Linked DNA regions of Mus musculus: all the other regions are linked to region 2. A link is a contact called in public promoter capture Hi-C data. All regions are on one chromosome and are shown on one strand. Each heading gives the region's core, a stretch centred on a gene start, on an enhancer-like site or on the middle of the called end of the contact. The rest is flanking DNA. Distances are from core to core; before and after follow the strand shown. Region 1 holds the start of AI115009 (expressed sequence AI115009). Region 2 holds the start of Asb17 (ankyrin repeat and SOCS box-containing 17). Region 3 holds the start of Miga1 (mitoguardin 1).

The links. Promoter capture Hi-C pulls out the DNA fragments that hold promoters and counts their contacts.
Region 1: a promoter capture Hi-C map of hippocampal neurons shows a contact between it and region 2, with 5 times the contacts expected there. The contact joins the promoter of AI115009 here to the promoter of Asb17 in region 2. A contact is called at or near these places in 4 of 39 promoter capture datasets (embryonic stem cells, hippocampal neurons, pre-B cells and 1 more), 1 of 115 datasets of contacts at active chromatin or transcription factors (embryonic forebrain) and 1 of 9 other capture datasets (liver).
Region 3: a contact with region 2 is called in a promoter capture Hi-C map of hippocampal neurons, with 2.6 times the contacts expected there. The contact joins the promoter of Miga1 here to the promoter of Asb17 in region 2. A contact is called at or near these places in 2 of 39 promoter capture datasets (the C10 cell line and hippocampal neurons) and 1 of 115 datasets of contacts at active chromatin or transcription factors (embryonic forebrain).

Annotation. Positions count from the first base shown.
Region 1 is chr3:152,665,494-152,668,565 of GRCm38.p6, reverse strand. It overlaps AI115009 (expressed sequence AI115009), which reads right to left and starts at 1,653. Exons shown (of 4, transcript NR_040386.1): 1 at 734-1,653. Ak5 (adenylate kinase 5) reads left to right here and starts at 206. Exons shown (of 14, transcript NM_001081277.2): 1 at 206-766. The coding sequence starts at 707.
Region 2 is chr3:153,842,637-153,845,775 of GRCm38.p6, reverse strand. It overlaps Asb17 (ankyrin repeat and SOCS box-containing 17), which reads right to left and starts at 1,529. Exons shown (of 3, transcript NM_025758.4): 1 at 1,043-1,529. The coding sequence starts at 1,443.
Region 3 is chr3:152,339,040-152,342,158 of GRCm38.p6, reverse strand. Miga1 (mitoguardin 1) reads left to right here and starts at 1,752. Exons shown (of 16, transcript NM_174868.4): 1 at 1,752-1,907.

The DNA.
Region 1 (3,072 bases), core at 404-2,903, 1.2 Mb after region 2:
CTGGAGGAGCTCATGATAAGTGGTGTCTGTCTGTCTGTCTATCGTCTGTGGTGTGTGTGGGAGTGTCTGTCTGTGGTAAGTTTGTGGGGGGGGGAGTGTCTGTCTATAGTGTGTATGGTGTGTCTGTATAGTGTGTGTGTGGGGGGGTGTCTGGTGTGTGTGTCTGGTGTGTGTGTCTGGTGTGTGTGTGTGTGTGTGTGTGTGTGTGTGTGTGTTTGTGTGTGTGTGTGTGTGTGTAGAAGCAAAACTGTATCCAGCTCCAATCGCCCGGTTCTTGGCTCCTTGGTGCCCTGGCTGCCCTGGCTGCGTTGCGGGCTGGGGAGTGACTGCAGCCCGCGCGTCCCCACCCCCGCGCCCCGCGCCCGCCCGCGCAGCGTGACTGGCGGCCGCCGCAGCGAGCTCCGGAGGCGCGGGCCGAGCGCGCAGAGCCGGGAGGCGGCGGCTGGTGGCGTCGGCCGCGTGGTCCTCCTCCGCGCCCCTCCCCTGGCGCTCGCGCTGCCTGCGCCCGGGAAGCCGCTGCTGCTCGCTGCTGGCTGGCGCGGGGACCGGCGCGGACGCGGGGGCGACGGGAGCGCGGACTGCACAGCTGCCCGGGAGTCGCTGAGGGGACCCCGGCCTGAGCGCATCCAAGTGAGGGCTGCGCCCCGCCAGCCCCAACCTCGGGAGCTTCCCCTCCTGCTCCCCACTGCACGCGCGCCGTACAGCCATGAACACCAACGACGCCAAGGAGTACCTGGCCCGGAGGGACATTCCTCAGCTTTTCGAGGTAAGAGGCTGGGGTGGCCAAAGGATCCCCAGCGAATGTCCCGAGGGCCAGTGCCCGGCTGCACCTTCCGGTGTAGGGTCCCTAATGAAGGCGCTCACAGAGGCTCGCCGTTCCCTTCGCCCCAGACAAGTCGCCTTGTGCGCTCGGGTCGCTCGGGTCCTTTTCAAATGCAGGCTTCGAAACCCGTATCTTGGGATCAAGTTTCCCTCTTCAAGCTGGGTACTGGATGCAGGCTGTCCCCAGAGTATCCCTCCGAGATGGGCACCCAGAATGGACAGCAGATCGTGGCCTGGCAGCACTCTCTGGGACTGAGGGTCAAGCCAGGTGAGACCAGTGTCGCCCACACGGAGGCAGGACAGGAAACTGAAGGTTCCAGAGTCCTAAACATTCCAGGCGCCAAGCGTTGGGACCCCTTGCAGGGGAGGGAAAGCGTGGACGAAGCGACTCTCCCGGGGGGGACGGCTTGAGGAGAAGGATGAAGATGGAGAGGGAGAAAAAAAACCCACACACGCATATATACACACAGCCCAGCCGATCCAGTGCAGCGCTATCTCCTGGGTCCCTGAAGCTCTAAGCGGCCAGTCAATGAACTCCCGAGCGCGTTTGCTGGTTGCTTGAAAGGTCCTCCCAGCCTCCAGCGCCAGCCCTCGCGCCCACCTACACAGACTGGGTTCGACTGGGAGCGGCCAGACAGGCGTGACTCCTGTTGCTGGCCTCTGCTGGGCTTAGCAGCAGCATCCAGCATCCGCACCAGGGACAGGGGATAGGAATGTGAGGAAGGAGGCTTGAGGAATGAGCTAAAGGTACCTGCTTCCCAGAGAGAAGTCCTGCTTCCTATTATTCTCTCCACATTCCGTCTTAAAACACCCTAAATCCGAAGCGCTTTTGCTTAGGTTATAAAACAAAATAAAAATTAAAAAAAAAAAAAAGGACGGCACCAATCCAAGCCTCATAGGATGAGCCTTAAAAATTTTGGCCTCCAATTCTGAAGGAAATGGAAGAGTAATATTATAAACCAAAGGCCACACATTGTTCTTTTTCCTGTTTAGGGGATTTTTTTCTGTTAGAAGGAAAGTGCAGTGCTTAAGACAATAATTTTTGCAATACCCCCAAACTATGTTTATTTAACCCAGGATACCATAATTACAGTGCTTGGACAGCTTTTTTTGCTGTTTTTGTAAATGTGGAAATGAAGAGCTGAAATATTTTTTTAAATTATAAATGTTAAGACCAAAACCGATTTTATTTCTATGCTTCTAAAAGAATGATAGATACACGCCTGGCGGAGTCTCCTGACATTTCTCTTCCGTGGTGCCAGGTAATGTACAGGGAGCCAGGGTGGTCTGCTCACAGAACTCTGTATGGAGTGTGCTAATGAGCCCTGGTAGGTAGCTGCTTAGGCTTCAAGCTTCCCGTTGGCTTTTCTGCATATGAATGGAATGTCCCCAAATACTGCACACACTCAAAAGGACGTCAGCTTGCTTACCTGAGAGGCACTAAACGCTGTATACTGAGACTCAGTTCAGGACAGCAAAGAGCTGGAGAAGACTATAGAGACTTCTAGGTTCCATTTGAACAGTGAGACCGATTCACTGCACAGCTTAGAGGGAAGCAGGACCTGATTGTCCATGTGACGAGTACAGACCACAAAAATCCAACACCTCAGATTTCTAAAATGGATTTTCTGTGCCAGAATCCACACTGTTCTAAGTTTAACCAGGTGCCTTCCAAAACCCCAGATGGTTGCAGATAGATAGTACATGCCATTACAGATCACAGTAACAGGTGGCTGATGCAATGTATCACCACCAAAGCCTAGAATATAATGGAACTTTTCAGATCTCTTTGGGTGGTACAGAGTATCTGCTAGGTTTGTGGTTGAAAAGTACTCCCGCTTTAAAAATAAATTAAAAACAAAACACAACAGAACGTTTGCAGCTGGTTCTGCTGTGTTCCTAATTCGCCTTTGTAATATAACTATTGGTCTCTGACCTTAGATCAGAGGTTGGCAATTAGTTGAATGCTATCAAAAGTCTAACTAGATTATTTACATATTCAGAGGGTTAACTCAGAGACTAAGCAATAGCACCAGTAGACTACCTATATTCAGTCCTGGGCTGCTGCTGGCACTTAGGAAAAAGGACTTAAGTTACCAGTGAAAGACTGAAGCTCACTGTTACCGATTTAAGAATCAGTGCCCTTTGGGGAGCTAGTTTTGTTTAGGAAAACTTGAAATGTCTGTCTCCCAGTTGGAAAACTTGCCTTGCGTATACCCACCCAACTTAAGCCTTTAGGAAAAGACAAAA
Region 2 (3,139 bases), core at 280-2,779:
ACGTTCAGTCCATTATCATCATGGCAGGAAGCACTGTAGCATCCAAGCAGATATGGTGCTGTAGAAAGAGCTGAGAGATTCTACATCTTGATCCGAAGGCAACAGAAGGGGAACTGCCTTGTGTAGGCAGTTAGGAGGAGGCTCTCTTCCACACTGGGTGGAACTTGAGCACTAAGAGTCCTCAAAGCCTGCCTACACAGTGACACACTTCCTCCAATAAGGCCACATCTCCTAATAGTGCCACTTACCATGGGCCAAGGATATTCAATCCACCACAAGTCCTATGGGGGGAGGGAGTTATTTACTATTTCTAGACCCCAGCTACCCATTCATGTGCTGGGATGATCATTCAGGAACACAGTCCTGCATGCTCTGAGCGGCAGAGTGATGCAGCCAGGATGCAGGGCTGCTCCCAGCAGAACCCACCCTGCCTGGTCTCTGACCTGGGCCTTGTGTGTCGCTGACACCTGCTCCTGCCACTGCAGAGATTGTGATGCATAAACATTTTCCTGAATGAAGGAGCCAATGCACATCTGTTCTGATCGGGCCGAGAACTGATTAGCATTGGATCAAACTCTTGAGCTATAAGACAGTCACCTGGAGCTTTTAGTTTCGTGACATTGTCAGACAGATTGACAAGTTCGGGCTGTAAAAAGTTGGCCTGTAAGGACCATGGTTTTCACTGAACTCAGTTGTGGAAGAATTGAAATAAAATTTATTAAGACCTGACACAACGTAGCTGTGTTGACTGAGCACCACTCGTGATAGGAATGTTCTGAGTGAACCGTACGCACACTGCAAGTGTACACTCTCAGGAGACCAAAAGAAGTGGCCGCAGTATGGCGTAAGGCAAGGTCTGTTGCTTTTTAAGGAATTTTCCATGCGTTTGCTAACATTGCTTTCCTTGAGCAGATCCAGCATGACTTGATAGTGCGCACTACAGGTAAAACCCAATGACACATTCCCACCTCACAAGCTGAGCTAAGCAGACAGCCCTGCCCTCTCCCAGACACACCTCTCTCTGGACAAAGCATGAGATTACCTCCATATCAGCGCCAGGCTGCAGCTTCTGTCTTGGACATAGTCCTTCGTCTTCTTGAGAAGCAGTTCCACGAAGTCAGGATTACCTTTCCTGGCGAAAACCCAGTACAGAATGGTATTCACGCATATTTCAGTAAACTCAAGGTTAAAGTTGAGTTCAAAACGGTGTCCTGACTTTTCCACAAAAGCAATATAGTCCGTGAGGAGTATGTCAAAGCCGTCCAAGTCAACATACCTCAGGATTTTTGCCAGGGTTCTGTAAATCCTGGGTTCATAGCAGTGGTATCCCCATTGGCCCAGAAACTGCAGAGAGGGCCGCTTAACTATCTTGTCAACAAGGTTACAGAATATATTGCTTCTTGGAAAAGACGTCTTCCGGCATAATTTAGAAGAGTTATTCATTGCTTCTTAAGGGTAGGAAGAGCACGGTGGGCAGTCATGCTGCCATTCCTCAGTCACAGGCCTTGATAATGTGGGAGGCTCTACTCCAGACGCAGGCGTGCCCCTCATCAGCCAGAGGGAAGGCAGCAGGGTGACATCACAATACCTGCAGAGCCGTCATCAGCCCGGGTCAGAAACCTGAGGCGGTTGTGAAGTTGGTGACATATGAAAAACCTAAAGGATAGCAATGGCATGCAGGAGAGCTAAGAGGAAACTTTACAAAGATTCCACTCTGTCTATGCCGTGTGTCTCTCAGGTGTGAGAAGCACCCTGTGTACATCACACTACATATTAATATTGATTAGTCATGTGACCCTAGTCAGGTACAGCTCGTGAGATCTGCGTGAGTGCTGCCTTCTCTTAGGCCTCACTGGTTCGTTCCCGTGTAGGAGGGAGTCTGCCATCCCCACACGTGACACCCTCGTAAATAAAATCTCGAAATGTGGTTTTGGAATGTTTTTTCTGCAAGCCTGGCAGAAAGTATATAATTGGAATATCATTTAAAAAATAAACACATGGTTTGATATTAAGTACATTAGAAATGCAATTACTTACATAATATAAGGATATAGATTAAATTTTTTAGCCCTTTAAAACTTCAAATCTAGGCTGGACATATAGTTTAAATGGAGAACCCTGGTTTCTGTATTTCAGAGAACAGAGTTGGTCCAGGCATTGGTAAGGATGAAGACCTGGGGCTTCCTATTCTGTCACTTTGCTGACATACCCCATTTCTATATCTTAGATGAAGCATATTACACAATAGATAACAGCTCCCAGGGCCAGTGAGACAGCTTAGTGAGTAAAAGTGTGATGTCAAGCCGAGAAACCTGCGTGGGATCCCAGAACCCAGATGTTAGGAAAAAATGGATTTCTGCAAGTTACCCTCTGAGCACATGCACACAGTGAGATCTGCATATAAACACACACACACATACACACACATTTACACACACACACACACATTTACACACACACAGATACACATACACACACACATAAACACATACATACTTATGCACACATGTACAGAGATACCATGCTTACATACAAAAATAAGATGCAAATCAACATTAAAAACACAACCCATGAGGTTATTGAAATTACCACTTAAAAGTCTTAGTGCATCATTGACTTTTGAGAGACAGGGAAATCGATGGGTTGGATTAATTGGAACATATTTAGTTGGGTTTAATTCTGCAAAGTTTTCCAATGTTTTGTTCTGCCACAATTATGTGGCTCCTTTTATCATTACTTTTATATCATGATGAATCTTCATATTCATCTATAACCATACTTGATGTATGAACTAATATCTTTTGAAAGATGTTTAAATGTTGAGTGTTTCTATCTAGAAACTTAAGATGGACATTCAATTATTTAAGTCTCCCTTTCAGATCAGCCAGTTATGACTTCCTTTTTGAAAGGGATGTATTTTCTTATGTATCTGTGTGTGCATATATGCAGAGGCCAGAAGAAGGCAAATGGCCTTGTCTACCAGTCTGAGCCTGTTCCTTTCAGGCGTACTCTCTCCCTGCGCTCCAGTGATCCTCCTGCCTCAGATCTGGACTCCTGTCCTCATGATTAGAGAGCCTGTTGAACTCTCTCTCCAGCCCAGAGTTTCCATGATTTCCTTCATCAACAACCTTGATACATT
Region 3 (3,119 bases), core at 503-3,002, 1.5 Mb after region 2:
AGTAGAGAGTTCAAGAACTGTGTGGTATACATAAGACCTTGGCTCAGAATAAGCAGAAGTCACGCTCACAAAGAGAGAATGTGTGAAAGCACGGCGTGGTGGCACACGCTCTTAGACCCCGAACTCAGAAGGCAGAGGCAGGTGGATCTCTGTGAGTTGAAGGCCAGCCTGATCTACAAAGAGAGTTCCAGAACAGCCAGAGCTATGCAGAGAGATGCTGTCTCAAAAAAAAAAAAAAGAAGAAGGAGAAGAAGAAGAAAATATTTGAAATATATATAAGTATATAGAAATATGTAAAGCTTATAAGAGGCATGCATACAAGTATTTATATAATATATATATATACATATATATATATGTACATATACATATATTTCTAGAAAACAGTAACAAAACACACACATACACACAACACCAGAGCAAAATCTCCTTTTCAGAAATTCTTGAGATTGTGTCAGAACTCTAAGCATATCCCACCGAGTCCTAAGTCACCTCCCCACCTCATTCAGGAACCAAGGTCCTCTTTGGTTGGCCTTTGCTGGGGAGGCGACTCCAGGACACTGTCAGCTGGGGCCAGCAACTGATGCAGGTGTTTAAACAGGCGTGATGGCTGCTTTGATGAGAGACGATGTATTTTACATGTTTGTAAGTGTGCAGGTAGCCTTCAAAGCCATCAGAGAACATTCCATCCTCATGGAACCAGAGTTCTGGACTGTTGTGAGCTGCCTGCTGTGGATAGTGGGAATCTTGTACAAGAGAGATGAGCGCTTTTAACTGAGCCAGATCCTTAATGTTTGATTTTTTCTTTTTTTTTTTTTTTTGTTTTGTTTGCTTTTGGAGATAGGATTTTTGTGTGTAGCCTCGGCTATCAGAGTTAGCCTCAGACTCACAGAGATCCGCCCATCTCTGCCTTCTGAGGGCTTAAGGTATGCACCACCACACAGCTCTGATGGTTGATTTTTAACCCTCAATCTAGAATACTTCATTCTTAACTTCATTGCTAGTCTTAGGTTGCTAAATTTAGTGGAAGATTAAAAATAAAAGAATTAAAATAATAATAATGCATCATTTATATATGGTCCATTCATCCTGCCTGTTACCCTCACTTACTTGAGGGCTGAGGGGCTGTGATAGAACTTGCTTGGTTGCTTGGTGGAGGAATTAATTAAACAGCCTCATATGCTCAGCATAAACTCTACCAAGGACCTACATTTCCAGCCCAGAAATTCTTAATTTGGGATCCACGATGGGTTTCTGGGCCTCAAAATGGTGTGCATGTGCGTCTGTGCACCTGTGTGCGGTGTGTGTTTGTAATGTTTACTTTAATAAATAATGTTTGTTTGTTTGTTTGTTTGTTTTGGTTTTTCGAGACGGGGCTTCTCTGTAGCCCTGGCTGTCCTGGAACTCACTTTGTAGACCGGACTGGCCTTGAACTCAGAAATCCGCCTGCCTCTGCCTCCCGAGTGCTGGGATTAAAGGCGTGTGCCACCACGCCTTAGCTCTGGCCATTTTTTATAGGAAAAACCTCCATCGTTTTAGTCAGATTCTCTGAACGGTCCTATAGTCCTAAGAAGTTACCAACTCCTCTGACAAGGTTTATTTATATAAAGGGCTGCCATTCTCCACTGAGCAGCAGGCTAAGCCAGAGCCCACTGCCCTGAACAAACATGGCGGGAGCGGCCTCGCACGTAGCCCCTCACGCAGTCCGCCCGCGGCCCCTCCACTTTCCTTACCTTTGCGTCGTGACCCCGGAAGAACTCCGCCTCCCGCAGCCAGAGGCTGCTAGGTGCGGGCTGCGGCTGGGAGACCGAGGAGGCTCAGGTGCTGGCGGGCGCGGGGCAGAGCGGGCGACGGGCCGGGGACCACACCGCTCGGAGCGCGGGGCCCGCAGAGCGGAGAGAACGGCGGTGAGCGGGGACGGGGACAGCGCGGGCGGCGGGGACCTTAGCAGCTGCCTGGGTGCTGATGACGCCCGTCACGGGGCGGCTGCGGAGAAGCCGTGGCCCGCTCACCAGAATTCTTGAGCACCTGCTCTTTTGGGAGCCGCCCAGACATCTTGTTTTTAGAATGATTGTTTTTATTCGGCCAGCGTCTCACCCTGCAACCCAACAGACTGCGTGTCTGGAACTCACTTCAGAGACCACGCGGGGGCTCCCGCTGGTGGTAATCCTCCTGCCTCAGCCTCCCTAGTGATGGGATTATAGGCGTGACCACTAGCCATCTTGGTTTTACACAGAGCTCACAGGCGATTATTGTTACCAGGTTATTGTCAGTAACGACTACTTATTCCATTGAAATATCTCCTCAGATAACAAGAGGAGTTGTTGCATGCGTGGTCTTAGCACGGGGCAGGTGGAGGCAGAAGGATCAGAGATTCAGGGTCGTTCTCGGTTACCTAGTGATTCCAGGCCTGCCTGGCCAGCATGGAACCCCTCGAGTGTGTGTGTGTGTGTGTGTGTGTGTGTGTACAGCCTCAGAGTTTTAAGTTGTGTATATTCGCACTTCGTGTCATATAGGCTCAGTAGCAGTTCACTTCTTGCTCTTAGAGTCAGAGTTGTAGAATAGAATTTCAGGATGTTAAAAATGAAAACTCCGGTGATTGACACTTTTAATAAACCAGTGCTTGGTGCATGCAAAGAGTGAGGTCATTTGCAGTGATGTTTTATGGTTTCTTTTACAAATTTGAATAGTCATAAAACTGCTTCCATGTTTATTTTCATTATACTTCTGTAAGAAACCGGAACGCCTACTGTGGAAGTTTGTCAGCTAGTGACGATCATGTTTAGATTCAGTTTCCTTGGTGATTTTCAGTAAGAAGAAACGAGGTATCTAGAATTCAAAAGTAAAGGTTTGTCCGGATTCTTTGAGCAAAGTGCTGTGCCAAGCTCAAATAAGCACTTCGTCACTGGTATTTTTTATTTTATTCCTTTAAATATATGAGTGTTTTGCTTGCATGCCCATGCACCAGGTACGACAGTCCGTGGAGTCCAGAGGAGGGTGTGGAATTCCTTGGAACTGGAGTTATAAATGGCTGTGAGCCACCATGCTGGTGCTGAGAATCAGCCCTGGCTCTTGAACAGCCAGTGCTCTGCACTGCCGACCCTTCTCTCTACCCTAGG